Regions from separate parts of the Mus musculus genome. Here region 2 is linked to region 1. The links are chromatin contacts, called in public capture Hi-C maps. All regions are on one chromosome and are shown on one strand. Each heading gives the region's core, a stretch centred on a gene start, on an enhancer-like site or on the middle of the called end of the contact. The rest is flanking DNA. Distances are from core to core; before and after follow the strand shown. Region 1 overlaps Gm51765 (a long non-coding RNA gene). Region 2 overlaps Hk1 (hexokinase 1).

Region 1 (5,729 bases), core at 1,622-4,121:
TGTTGGCTAACAGGCAACACACAGACAAAATCACACACACACACACACACACACACACACACACACACACACACACACCGAGAAAGCCCTTATTTCTTCTCCAAGTGCTTTTAAAGCCTACAAAATAATTTTGACTGTTGACCACAGCTCTTTAAAAGTAGTAGCAGAAATCCACTGGTTTTGTTCCAAAAGTGAGTTCATGTGAAAAATAACAGGAGCTAGGTGGAGATTTCCCATCCCTGAAGTGTCTGCCTCCCAAGAAATAGAGATGATGACAGTTGAGACTTTGCAGTTTGGTGCTTTTGAATGTAACTTTTCCCTTCCGAAGTATTTTGCATCTGCCACTCGGTTGTTTTAAAAGCCAGCAGCTGTTTTCACTTTTAGATGAAGCCCCAAGAGGTTAAGAGGCTCGGTCAGGGTCCCACACCTGTTAATGAGAGACTCCAAGCTCCTCTGGGCTCCTACTGCCTAATCCCCTTCTCCTTGGCTGGCGCCATCTTCCTTCCATTAGTCAGGAATGAAGGCCCTCTTTAATCAGCCTTCGCCTCCTGAAAGATATTAAAGTATATGATTTCTAAGAAGAAGAAGGGGGGGTGGGGGAAGAAAAAGGAACAAGATGTAGAAGATTTGTGATTTATTATCCAGATCAACTTCCACTTTAGAAAAGACAGGAACAAAATATACAATCAGTATTTACATTTTTTTTTTACAATGGAAAATATTTACACCAGAGAGACTAGGAAATGGCAGCGTGAAACTCCAGGATGTCAGAGAAGCGCAGGAGTCCAGTTGCAGCGCAGAGCCTTGCCTTTACTGCCTCCTCTGGAGTCTAGTCTGATTCCGGGAGGCTCCCACTTGCCCCTGTTGCTGATTGAGGTGGTGATAACGTTTCCTCTTGGTATTTCTAGGCCTCTCCCAAACGCCTTTGGCTAGTATACTTAGTCCCTGATCTTCCCACATCTTTCTGGAGCAATGGTTCTCAACCTTCCTGAGGTTGTGACCCTTTATTAGAGTTCCTCATGTGGTAGTGACTCCTTCCACCCCCAACCGTAACATTATTTTGTTGCTACTTCGTAACTGCAGTTTTGCTACTGTTAGGAATCGTCTGTGTGGATATCAGATATGCGGATCTGACCTGCAACTCTCAGAATGGTTGAGACCCATAGGTTGAGAACCACTGCTCTGGAGGATTTCACCTTTGACATTTGGGACACTGATGACATCGGTGTGGTTGGAGTCACCCCCCCCTCCCCCACGACTTCACCTGCGGGGGCAGGGGGTTTCAGTGTTCTCTCTCTCTCTCTCTCTCTCTTGACAGTGTTGGGGGTTGAACCCAGGGACTTGGGTGGGCTAGGCAAGAGCTACTCAACCCAAATATGGTTAATTGTTTTTCTTCCTTCTTTTCTTTCAGAAGACCTCTCTAACTTAAAAGAGTGGTACACGTCTCTGGGCAGCATGCCAAGGTCATATTTCAAAGACCAAGTTAATTTTCATGGTGAGTTGGTTTTTTTTCTTTCCATTTGGAACATTCCAGTCGCACTGAACTTTGATTCCTGTACTTTGTAAAACTGAGGGTTGGAACAGGGTCGGGGTCGAAGACACAAGCCTCTGTTCTCTGGGAAGGCCTTAGACTCCTGCGGCACTTCTACGGCTGGGGGCTGGGGAGAGACCACCCAGCAGGCTCTGCTGTGTGGCAGGCCATAGGGTTTTAATCCGTGAAGAAGAGAAGGAGCGGGGGTATTTTAAACAGGCAAGGATTTGTATTAGCTGGGGACACAGTGTCCCCTGCACTTGTGGAGTGCTGACCCTGGCCACCTGGGGGTGTTTTCCCTCTCTGGCCATTTAACCTGAAACTTACTGAACAGAAGAAAGGGAAATGCCTGTCTCTGACCCAGAACATTCAGTTCTGGCCAACTGAACCACTGATAACCGGAAATCAAGTCAGAAACGGAAAGGGAAAACCCAGCAGAGAGCCCAGGTTTTTGAAACAGCGCCTGGTAGCGGGGAGGAGCGTCTGAAGCCTTGAAAAGGGCCAGGCCCAGAAGTCCGCATCTATTAGCAAAGCGCTTTCCCCGTGTCAGCACAAAAATGAACAGACTTTCTGTGTATCCCAGGGGATTACAAGAAAAGTGAAAAGAGTGCACAGGCGGGGGCAGAGAAATCAAAATGAAGAATATAATAAAACCACACCGAAGAGGATCAGAATAAAACAAAATAAAGGAAAGAAACAGAACTGAAGACATCAGGACAGGAGGAAAGGTGCTGGCAGGTGGGAAGCTGGCAGTAAGCAGAGCGACAGACGTACACTGGGTACGGGCAGTCAAAATCCCAGCTCACCAAGTCCTGGAGAAACAACAGAAAGTCAATTCATAGTTAGGTACACCAACGAAGCCGGTTTAAATACTGTACCAAATGCACCAAATAGGGAAACAAACGTTTCAACGGGAAGGTCCAGAGAGAAGCTGCGGAGTGACCGGATGCTTCAATAGCAGCTGGAAGGACGCGCCCATGGCGCTGGGTGGTGGGTGCGCAGTTTACAGGGGGGTTATTGGAAACCATCAGTTTTCTCTAGAAGCTGTTTGCCTGGTGGGATGGCATTTCCGCTATCTCCCTGAATTAGGCGGTGGGGCACCTCGTCTTTCTTAGAACTCAAGCTCTTAGACACATGGAATTACGAAATGTCTTTTTCCAGTGGTAGCTAGAGGCGACTTTGTGCCTGGTGAGCTCTAGTCCAGTCACGCGGGCTTGTAGACCCGAGTTGGTGGAGAAAAGCCACGGTGAGAGACACAGGACCTCAGCCTGGGAGGGCCCACAGTTTCAGTATCACAAGGGTGTGTTTGAGCCCGGGGCCATTGGATGCTAACAAAAGCCAGCGGGCTCTAAGTTACCAGCCAGCAGCTTTTGTAGTCAGTATTGCTCCTGGGCAAGGGCTCAGGTGACACCTGCTTCATAACCCGGTCTGAATCCAGCCATATTCCCAGAGATGTCACCCATGGATAGACCCACAGGGACCGATGCCAACACGTCTGCTTGGCCCAGAAAGCACAAATGAGTATGTCAACAACTTCATCAAATCGCTGATAGACCATTTTCACTGTAGAGCGCATGCGTTGACGTTGAGCACTAACCGCGGTGAAGCCAGGGACTGCAGAATCCCAGTAGTTCATGAGAAACACCGGGAACGTAGGGGGACTCGACGGCCAAAGGGCTTGCTTGCTTGTTTTTGGCCAAGTCGTAAACCAAAGAGCTGGTTTTAAAGTAAAAGAATCATTATTCCTTTGGTCTTCTCTATTAGAGATGCAGTCCCAGATCCCAGCAGCCCATACACCGGAGGGAAACTAGGTGCATTCCCAAAGAAAAACAAAGACACATCTGGAAGCATTCTGTGAGGCTTTTCCAGCATGGGGGATACTCAATCGGCCTTTGTTCACAGTCCTCCATCATGCTTTGGTGGGCAAGCGGGTGACCATCAGCGCTGGCCTGAGCGGAGTTAGGCTTTAAATCTGAAGGCCCGCGTGATTGCGAGGTTATGAAGAGCAAAACTTGCAGATACAAGGACAAATATGAAGGAAATCAAAGAAAAGTTCCTGAATCTTACATCCGGTGCTCCTTTTTCATTTAAGCTCTGAAGTTGGCCACTCTTCTTTATGGAGATAGTGTCACAGACCTGGAGTCTGTTTCGGGGACAACTAAATTAAAAACCAACAGGAAGATTCCTGGCTCTGCTTTTAATCACGAGGCCAAAACAATGACAAGGTGGAGCGCCTCTTCCCTAATCACAATAGATCAGACTTAGAATGGAGACCCAAGGGAAAGCAAACACAAGTATTAGGTTTCTCTCTGGTGGGAACAGAGAACAATAGAGCTGGGGGGGGGGGGTCAAGGTCAAGACAACTTTCAGTGTATCTTCTTCCTCTGAAGTGGAACCTTGCAGAGCTGCGGGGGTGGGTGGGTGGTTGGGGAGGAGAATGGGGGTAGAGGCCCAAAGTGATGGGGATGGAGGCAGGAGATAGGGCCAAGTGATCTGGGAGGGGTGGGGGTGGAGGGTGGGGGAGAGAATTGGAAAATGAAAAGGCGGTGGGGGGATGGTGGTGGAGAGTGCTAGGATGAGACAAGAAACCACCAGGGGCTGATGGGAGCAGGGGCAGAGGTAGAGAGAGCAAGGGTGAAGGGACCATCTGAACTGCGGGCCTGGGGGGCCATTTTCTTTGGAGAGTGTCATATCCGGGACAGGACTGCTGAGGGTTTTTGAAACCAGTTGGTGAAGACCCAGAACAGCACAGGAAGGTACAAACCCTCCCAGCTCTCTGACTATCCATTTCCTCCAAACAAGAAGCAAGCCACAGAGCTCTCTGCATGGATGTCAAAGCCAACTGTGGTGTCCAGGTACCTGTCAGCCAGGAGGGGTTCTGGGTGTTGGCAAGTGAACTCTTTTTGTGGTAAAGCACTTTGGGGTGGGGTGGGGTTTCCACACAGTTCTGCAGGCACCAGCTGTGCAGGCTCTGGGATGCCATCGATGAAGAGGTGCAAGTGGCCTCCAAGGTAAGGTTTAGCGGATGAAAACGGAAGATCAGAGGAGAAACCATTCAAAGCACAAATGAAAAGATTATTTTGCTTGAGTGTCCACACAGACATCACAGACAGACACACAGAAGGTGCCAGGAAACTGGATTCAAGCAAATGGCCTTTTCATTGACACAAGAGACCTGCAGCGTGGGCGGGTCCACAAGAAAAACAAAAATCACAAATAACTTCATCAGGGTCCAACCTACAGCGTCTTGGACAGCTTGGCACCATTCTGAAAATTAATTTCTGGTGTTTAGAAAATATAACCAACCCTTATTCATCGAAATGCAGTGCAAGACATGGGGGGTGGAACCTGACCTACAGACACTCTGGGATGGTTTTTTTTCAGGCTTAAGACATGAGGGTGCCCATACGGAGAATGTCCCCAGATGTATAAGGAGGACACAGATGGGCAGCTGAAAGGAGGAAGGATGCTGGGGCGCAGGAACCAGCATTCCCGTTCTCACCACGAAACAGCCTGGGGGTGGGGGTGGGTGAGGGTGGCTTTGGGGTAGCCAGGGAAAGAGAAAAACCTTATTTAACTGGGTAACTAGAATTTTAAAGCAAGAGGTATTATTTTTGTAAGTTGTTTGCTTTTCTCTTTCAAGAAAAGGAACCCTATGGACGTTTTTGGAATTTGATTTTAGAAAGCAACTTCCCGGGCTGGGGAGCGGGTTACTTAGCATCCAAGTGACTCCTCCCTCGTGCTTCTTTGCACGCGTGAGGAAAACCCCTTTTGAGTCCAGTTTCACCAGGAAATTTAATGACCCTTCCTTGAAGATTAACCAACACCCCCCCCTGTTTTTTTTTTTCTTCTTCTTCTTTTAAACACGAATATCTACTGCCCATCCCTGTCCCTACCCCCCTGTACGGCTCTTTCCATCTTCCAAATTTTTTTCCAGAGCTAGTCGTTTGTCACTTGAAGACAGGTAGCAAGTGAGATGTTGAAGTTGGTACTCAGACTCTAAGGCTCTTGGCCAGTGTCCCCTAGATAGCAAGCTGTGGCCAGGGCAAATACAGAGACATCAGGAGTGTGTGTGTGTGTGTGTGGGGGGGGTGTTTGGGAAACACATTTTCATTGGCTGTATCTTACGAGGCGCAATTCTCATTGGCTACACCTTAGGGCGGGGGCACATTCTCATTGGCTGGAGGAGTTTCGGGAC
Region 2 (5,729 bases), core at 1,824-4,323, 450 kb after region 1:
CTCGGTGGTGAATGCTTTGCCAAAAGGAAGAAAGGTATAAAATCTCTGGGGCAGAAGCCAAATACCTTTCAGATAGATGTGCTTCCTGATTTTCTATTTCAACAGTTGTTTCAAGTAGCTTAATAACAAATACAAAGGCTTTCCCCAGTACAGAGGGCAGCCTGTGTGAGTAGCATCCTGATCTTCAGATGCTGGAAATGATCTTGAGGCGGCAGTGACATTTCAAGATGTCCTATAAGTGCTTGCAGGTATTAGTGACTGAGAAAGTGTTTGGGGAGTGCAGTGGTTAACGTGAACTGTCAACCTGACACAACTTAGAATCACCCTGGGAAGAGAGTCTCAATGAGGGACTGTCTGCATTGGGTGGAAAGAGCATCTTATGTGAATTGAAGACCCAGCCCACTGTGGGCAGCACCATCCCCTAGGCAAGGGTCCTAACTGGGTAAGAGGGGGGAAAAATCAAGTTGAGCATAAGTGAATCTGTACATTCATTTCTTTCTACTCTATAATGTGACTAGTTGTCTCAAGTTCTTGCCTATTTGTAACCTGGAACCGGCAGCCAGAATAAACCCTTTCTCCCCTAGGTTGCTTCTGTTAGGCTATTTTATTATATCAGCAGGTGGAGGTGAGGACCAACATCCAACATCCATGGTTGCTCTTGGACCTCCATAGGCACTGTGTGGCACACACACATACAGTTTAATCCTCTTGAGGTGTAGACCTCACAAGACGACAACCTACAGGGTTGGGGTCACTTAGACAGTGGCTACAGACGATGAATGGTCCCCAGGAGCACAGTGGCCCTTCCAAGTTAAACATGGTCAGGAGTGGAGATGGTCTCTACTTCCTTTTTAGCCCTTGAGTTTGCAGCTCTGAGGCTCTTGCGCATGGTCTGGTTCCAGGCACCCCACTCCATCTACCCAGGACACATGAGCTTTTTTTTGTGCCTCATTCCTAGAGAGCTTCCTGACTGACGGTCCAATCCTAACGGATTTGTAGCATGCTGGGGTGTAGCCTGCCTTTATACAGAATTCTAGAGGAGGTAAAAATGGTACCCAAGATCAACCATTCCCCCACTAAAGACTGAGCTGTTGGGTTTGTACCACAGAGGGAACGCCAACATCCCCTTCCTGGAGAAGAGACCCTTTTACGGTACTTACCCACGATGAGTCCAATCTCACAAGAAGGTTCTTCATAAGCACAAGTCATCATGGTGCCCACGGTGTCGTTGACCACAGCCACCACATCCAGGTCAAATTCCTTTGAAAAGAAGGGGACAGGGATGTAGGGAAGGGTCAGCTGGGCCTGGCTTGAATCCGGCTAGTCCAGGCTGTGGACTGGACACTTCTGGGAAGCAGGGTTGGTTTCCTGACTGAGTTCGATAACTTGACACAGAGTAGCAATACTGTCTATAAGTCTATTCCAGCCAACAGGGCCATCCATGCCCGACGGTGCTTGCACTCTGAAATGCCTGGCAGTTCCCGGCTGTATGGGCCCTCAGGAACTTTCCATTGTTCCATCCCTATGAGTCATGATTTTACCTCTCTTTGGGTGTACCATCCTTTTCACATGTGCACACACACACACACACACACACACACACACACACACAGCACATGTGTGTAGGTCAAATGATAAACCACAGGAAAGGATTCTCTCACTCCACCACATGGGTCCTAGAAACTAAACTCAGGCCCTCGGGCTTGGTGGCAGGCTGTCAAGCCAGCTCACCAGCCCATATTACCATCCCTTAATGATACAAAACTGACAAATGTCACTTGACCGCCTGGCAGTGACTGGGGCGGGCGTGGGGACAGGGACACTTCCAAATCGCATGCTCCTGTGGTGTTCCAATTCTTCACAAAAAAAGCAAGCTTAATTTTTGTACCCTCCCCCGCCCCACGCAAGGCAAAAATTATCTTAAAAGGATTAAGTTACCTCTCTCCTTTTTACAGCATCCCTCAGTAAAGTGGCTACATCGTGACCCACACAGTCGGTGGCTTTGAATCCCTTTGTCCACGTGATCAAGATTCCCTAAAACAGGAAAGGCACCCAAAGAGTTTAGGTGAGTAACCTTCAGGTCACTTTTCAGTCAGGAGAATGTGACACCCTACCTCCCGGGCAATAACCACAGAGGCTGTAAAGCAAGAGTGGAATCCTGTGGGCTGGCCCCTCCCACCATCTTCACAGACATCTGCTTTCTAAACCCACTTCACAGATGGAGAAATGGAGGCACATAAGGTTGGCTTATTTAAAGGAATGCAAAAATTCAGTAACAGTGTTACTTTATAGGCCGACTTTAGGCTTCACAGGTCTGAAGTTATACACTGCTGGGGGAAAATGCCACAAGTGTGCGTGTGCATCTGTTTCATACCTGGAATCTCAGCACTTGAGAGACTGAAGCAAGAAATCATCTGTTAGTTCAAGACCAGCCTGGGGTACTTAAGTTAAGTTTTAGGCTAGCCTGAGCTATATAATGAGATCTTATAAAAAAAAAATCAGACCTGCAATAAACAAGAGTTTAGGAGCAGAGATGTAGCTCAGTTGGTAGAGGGTTTGCCCAGAGAACACAGAGCCCTGGCTTTGATCTCCAGCACTGCACAAATCAGGTGTGATAGTAGGCACTCAGAATCCCAACCCATGGGAGGAAGAGGCAGGAGGATTAGAAATGATGGGCCATCCTTGGCCACACAAGGAATCTGTGTGACAGATTCCCAGCCTGGGCAACATAAGCCCCAGCCTTTAAAAAAATGTTTAGAGAGAGTCAACTGATGTTAGATGTATGTGTCTGTGTGCCGTGTCTATGTGTCCATGTATATGTGTGTGTGTGTGCGTGTGTGTGTGTGTGTGTGTGTGTGTGTGCATGCACTTCCCTCCTTTTGATGTTGCTTGTCTGGAATTATTCAATCCCTGTTTTCATGGCTGTAGACAACCTCCTTAGGTTGGAGCTTTTCTGTTGACACCACCTTACTTAGCTCTCCCGGGGCTGCCAATCAGCCCTTAAACCATCCCCTCGGGCCCCTCCCTGGCCGTGTCTCCACTTGCGCCATGCAGGGCTGCCTGCAGATCTTCCAGACAGGCTGGCTCCTCCCTCAGTGACTCAGCATCACCTTCTCGCTCTCTGCACACAGTATGCCCACCCAGGCCTGGCCCTTCCCGCACAGTGGCAGAGTGCTGGTACGTGCCTCTGACTCTGGCACTGCCATAGGAAACCCCTAAGGACAGAGATTGTAAATGGATGGAAAAAAAAAGAAACAAGAAATAAGAGGAGAAGGATATATGCCTACTCCGAAAGTGTGGAGACGATTTTTATAGTAGACACAGGGAGAAAGCAGGCAGAGGAAGGAGCCCAGGCTAAACATGGCAAGTTGACTTAGGCAGGACCAAGAAAAGAGACAGGGAGGGAGAGCAAGAGAGGAGTCACCATCCAAAAAAGGAGCCTAGTATAACCAAAAGGACTGAGAAATATAGAAATCAGGGCGAGGGGGGGTGGGGAGCAGAAGCCCAGCCCCCAGGAGGTTCAGGGTAGGGGTTGGAAGAAAAGTGTGGGAGGAGCCACAGCTACAGAGTGAGACTTGTCCTGTGTTGAACCCTAACAGAAACCTTCCACCTGTACCCACACCTTAGTTCCAGCAGTGGGGGAGAGCCACGCCCATCTGGGACCCTTTTCATCCCATAGATTGAGCAAGCATTTACTACAGGTCTGTTCTAACAGGGCACTGCCCCAGGGCCTATAGGCATCCAGCACCTTGCTGTACTAGCAGCCACAAGGAAAGCTGCCAAGGGCTTGAGGATGTAGCTAGCTGGCAGAGTGCTTGCCTAGCATGGGCAAAGCTTTAGGTGCCACTCCCCAGTACACAAAAACCCCCGGTGTGGAGGAGGACGCAGTGGTGTCAGAAGAGAAGGCTGTGGCTACAGAGCAAGTTGGAAGGTGGCCTGGGATAAGGGAGTGGAGGGAAAATGGGGTTGAGGAGGAACGAAAGAAGCAAAGACCTGGCGAGCTCCTAAGACGCGTGCAAAGCTCTATACTGAAAGTTATTCTTTGTGCCCGGAGGCCCCAGGGGTTCTCAAAAGTCATGGCTCCAGTGTTTTTGTTTGTTTCGGCTTCTTGAGACAGAGTTTCTCTGTGTAGCCCTGGCTGTCCTAGAACTCACTCTGTAGGCCAGGCTGGCTTCAAACTCAGAAATCAGCCTGCCTCTGCCTCCCAAGTGCTGGGATTAAAGGTGTGCACTGCCGCTGCCACCTAGCAAACAACGGCTCAAGAGTACAGGTCTTAGGGACATTCTGGAGAGAGGGACCCATGAGACATGTAAGGCTGTCCCAGACATCCAGGGATACCCGCGAGGTCGAAGGAAACCCTAGCCAAAGGAACTCAACACTGTCAGGTCCACAGGAAAGACACTCACGCAATCTAGGCTCGTCTGCTTGCAGGGAAACGAGAAGGTGAAGCCCAGAGGCATCCGGGGGCCTTTGATCCCCATGTAGTCCAGGAAGTCGGAGATGCAGGAGACAATGTGATCAAACAGCTGGAAGAGAAAAGGGATGGACTAGCCGGGCTCTCTTTGGTTTCACAATTTTAGCATGTACACACACACACACACACACACAAACACACACACACACACACACACACACACACACACATAAACAGTTTTCTTTAGGAACTCCCCAGTCACTGGAGTATCACGGGCTCAAAGGGTCTGATGCTTTAGGGGCACAGCTACAATGTTATGTGGCAGACACGGGTTATCTCATGACCACCAGTGCCATCATTGGCCAGGTGTGGGATTCACCCTGCACAGGCCTGCATGCGCCGGGCCCACCTTACCTCATCCCCGGTGCCCTGCATGATTTCCAGGGGAATGGAGTAGATCTTGTTGTGCATCTCCACTGTTCTCTTTTTCCCACTACGGATCTTTACCAGTAGGACTCGGAAATTCGTTCCTCCGAGATCCAAGGCCAGGAAGTCACCATGCTCTGTCACCGGGAAGAACACAGAGAAAAAGCCTCAAACGGCTGCGTGCATCTTAGTGGCCAGTAACCCCCCAGACCGGCCCCCTCCGGCATTACGGAGATGACTGTAAATGAATGGTTCCTGTGGTATACAGCACGGTCTAGGCTCTGAGTCACAAGCTGGGCTGGCATCAGAATGGTGGCCCCAGAAGGGAACCACTAGGCACAATGAACTTCACTGTCACTTAAAAGCCTGACAACCGTACCTTCATTTTAGTGACCCTCATATAAAAATGCATAATTTGTATCAATGTATGAATCTAAAAATGATCACAGCCTCCCCTCCCTCTTTGCAATGTGGGTGTATGGTTGTTTTTGTTGTTATTGTTGCTATTGTTATTGTTTTGAGACAGGGTCTGTGTAGCTGTGGCTGTCCCAGGAACTCATTCTGACTTTGAACTCAGAGATCTGCCTGCCTCTGCCCGCCTCTGCCTGCCTCCCGAGTGCTGGGATTAAAGGTGCGTGCGCCCCCATTCAGCTTGGACCTATGGCTCTTGTCATTGAAAACAATGGAAGAACCTGCTTCTCTTCTTTTTGGATTCTGGAACCCAAAGGGAAGTGGCATAGGCAAAGCTGGGCCAGCCCTGGCCTCGGCCTCCAGATTCTGCTTCTGTCCAGCAGCAGAGCACAGTGACCCATGGGTGGGAAACCCAAGGCCAGCTATATCGGGTATATAGTAAAGACTGAGAGGGTGGCTTCTCAGCTGACCCCCAGCA

What was found. Capture Hi-C pulls out chosen DNA fragments and counts their contacts.
Region 2: a contact with region 1 is called in a capture Hi-C map of embryonic stem cells, with 2.2 times the contacts expected there. The contact joins two enhancer-like sites. A contact is called at or near these places in 1 of 115 datasets of contacts at active chromatin or transcription factors (embryonic stem cells) and 1 of 9 other capture datasets (embryonic stem cells).

Annotation. Positions count from the first base shown.
Region 1 is chr10:61,825,325-61,831,053 of GRCm38.p6, forward strand. Gm51765 (a long non-coding RNA gene) reads left to right here. Exons shown (of 3, transcript XR_003948879.1): 2 at 1,412-1,495. Among named protein-coding and RNA genes, the nearest start is that of Gm40674, 17 kb to the right of the region's middle. Within about 2 kb of position 2,872, at least 19 of the 459 cell types and tissues checked have an H3K27ac peak or open chromatin away from gene starts, as enhancers often do. A contact at or near this core is called in embryonic stem cells, where this site is marked.
Region 2 is chr10:62,279,873-62,285,601 of GRCm38.p6, forward strand. It overlaps Hk1 (hexokinase 1), which reads right to left. Exons shown (of 18, transcript NM_001146100.1): 11 at 4,829-4,977; 12 at 4,407-4,526; 13 at 1,939-2,034; 14 at 1,161-1,260. Among named protein-coding and RNA genes, the nearest start is that of Tacr2, 30 kb to the left of the region's middle. Within about 2 kb of position 3,074, at least 34 of the 459 cell types and tissues checked have an H3K27ac peak or open chromatin away from gene starts, as enhancers often do. A contact at or near this core is called in embryonic stem cells, where this site is marked.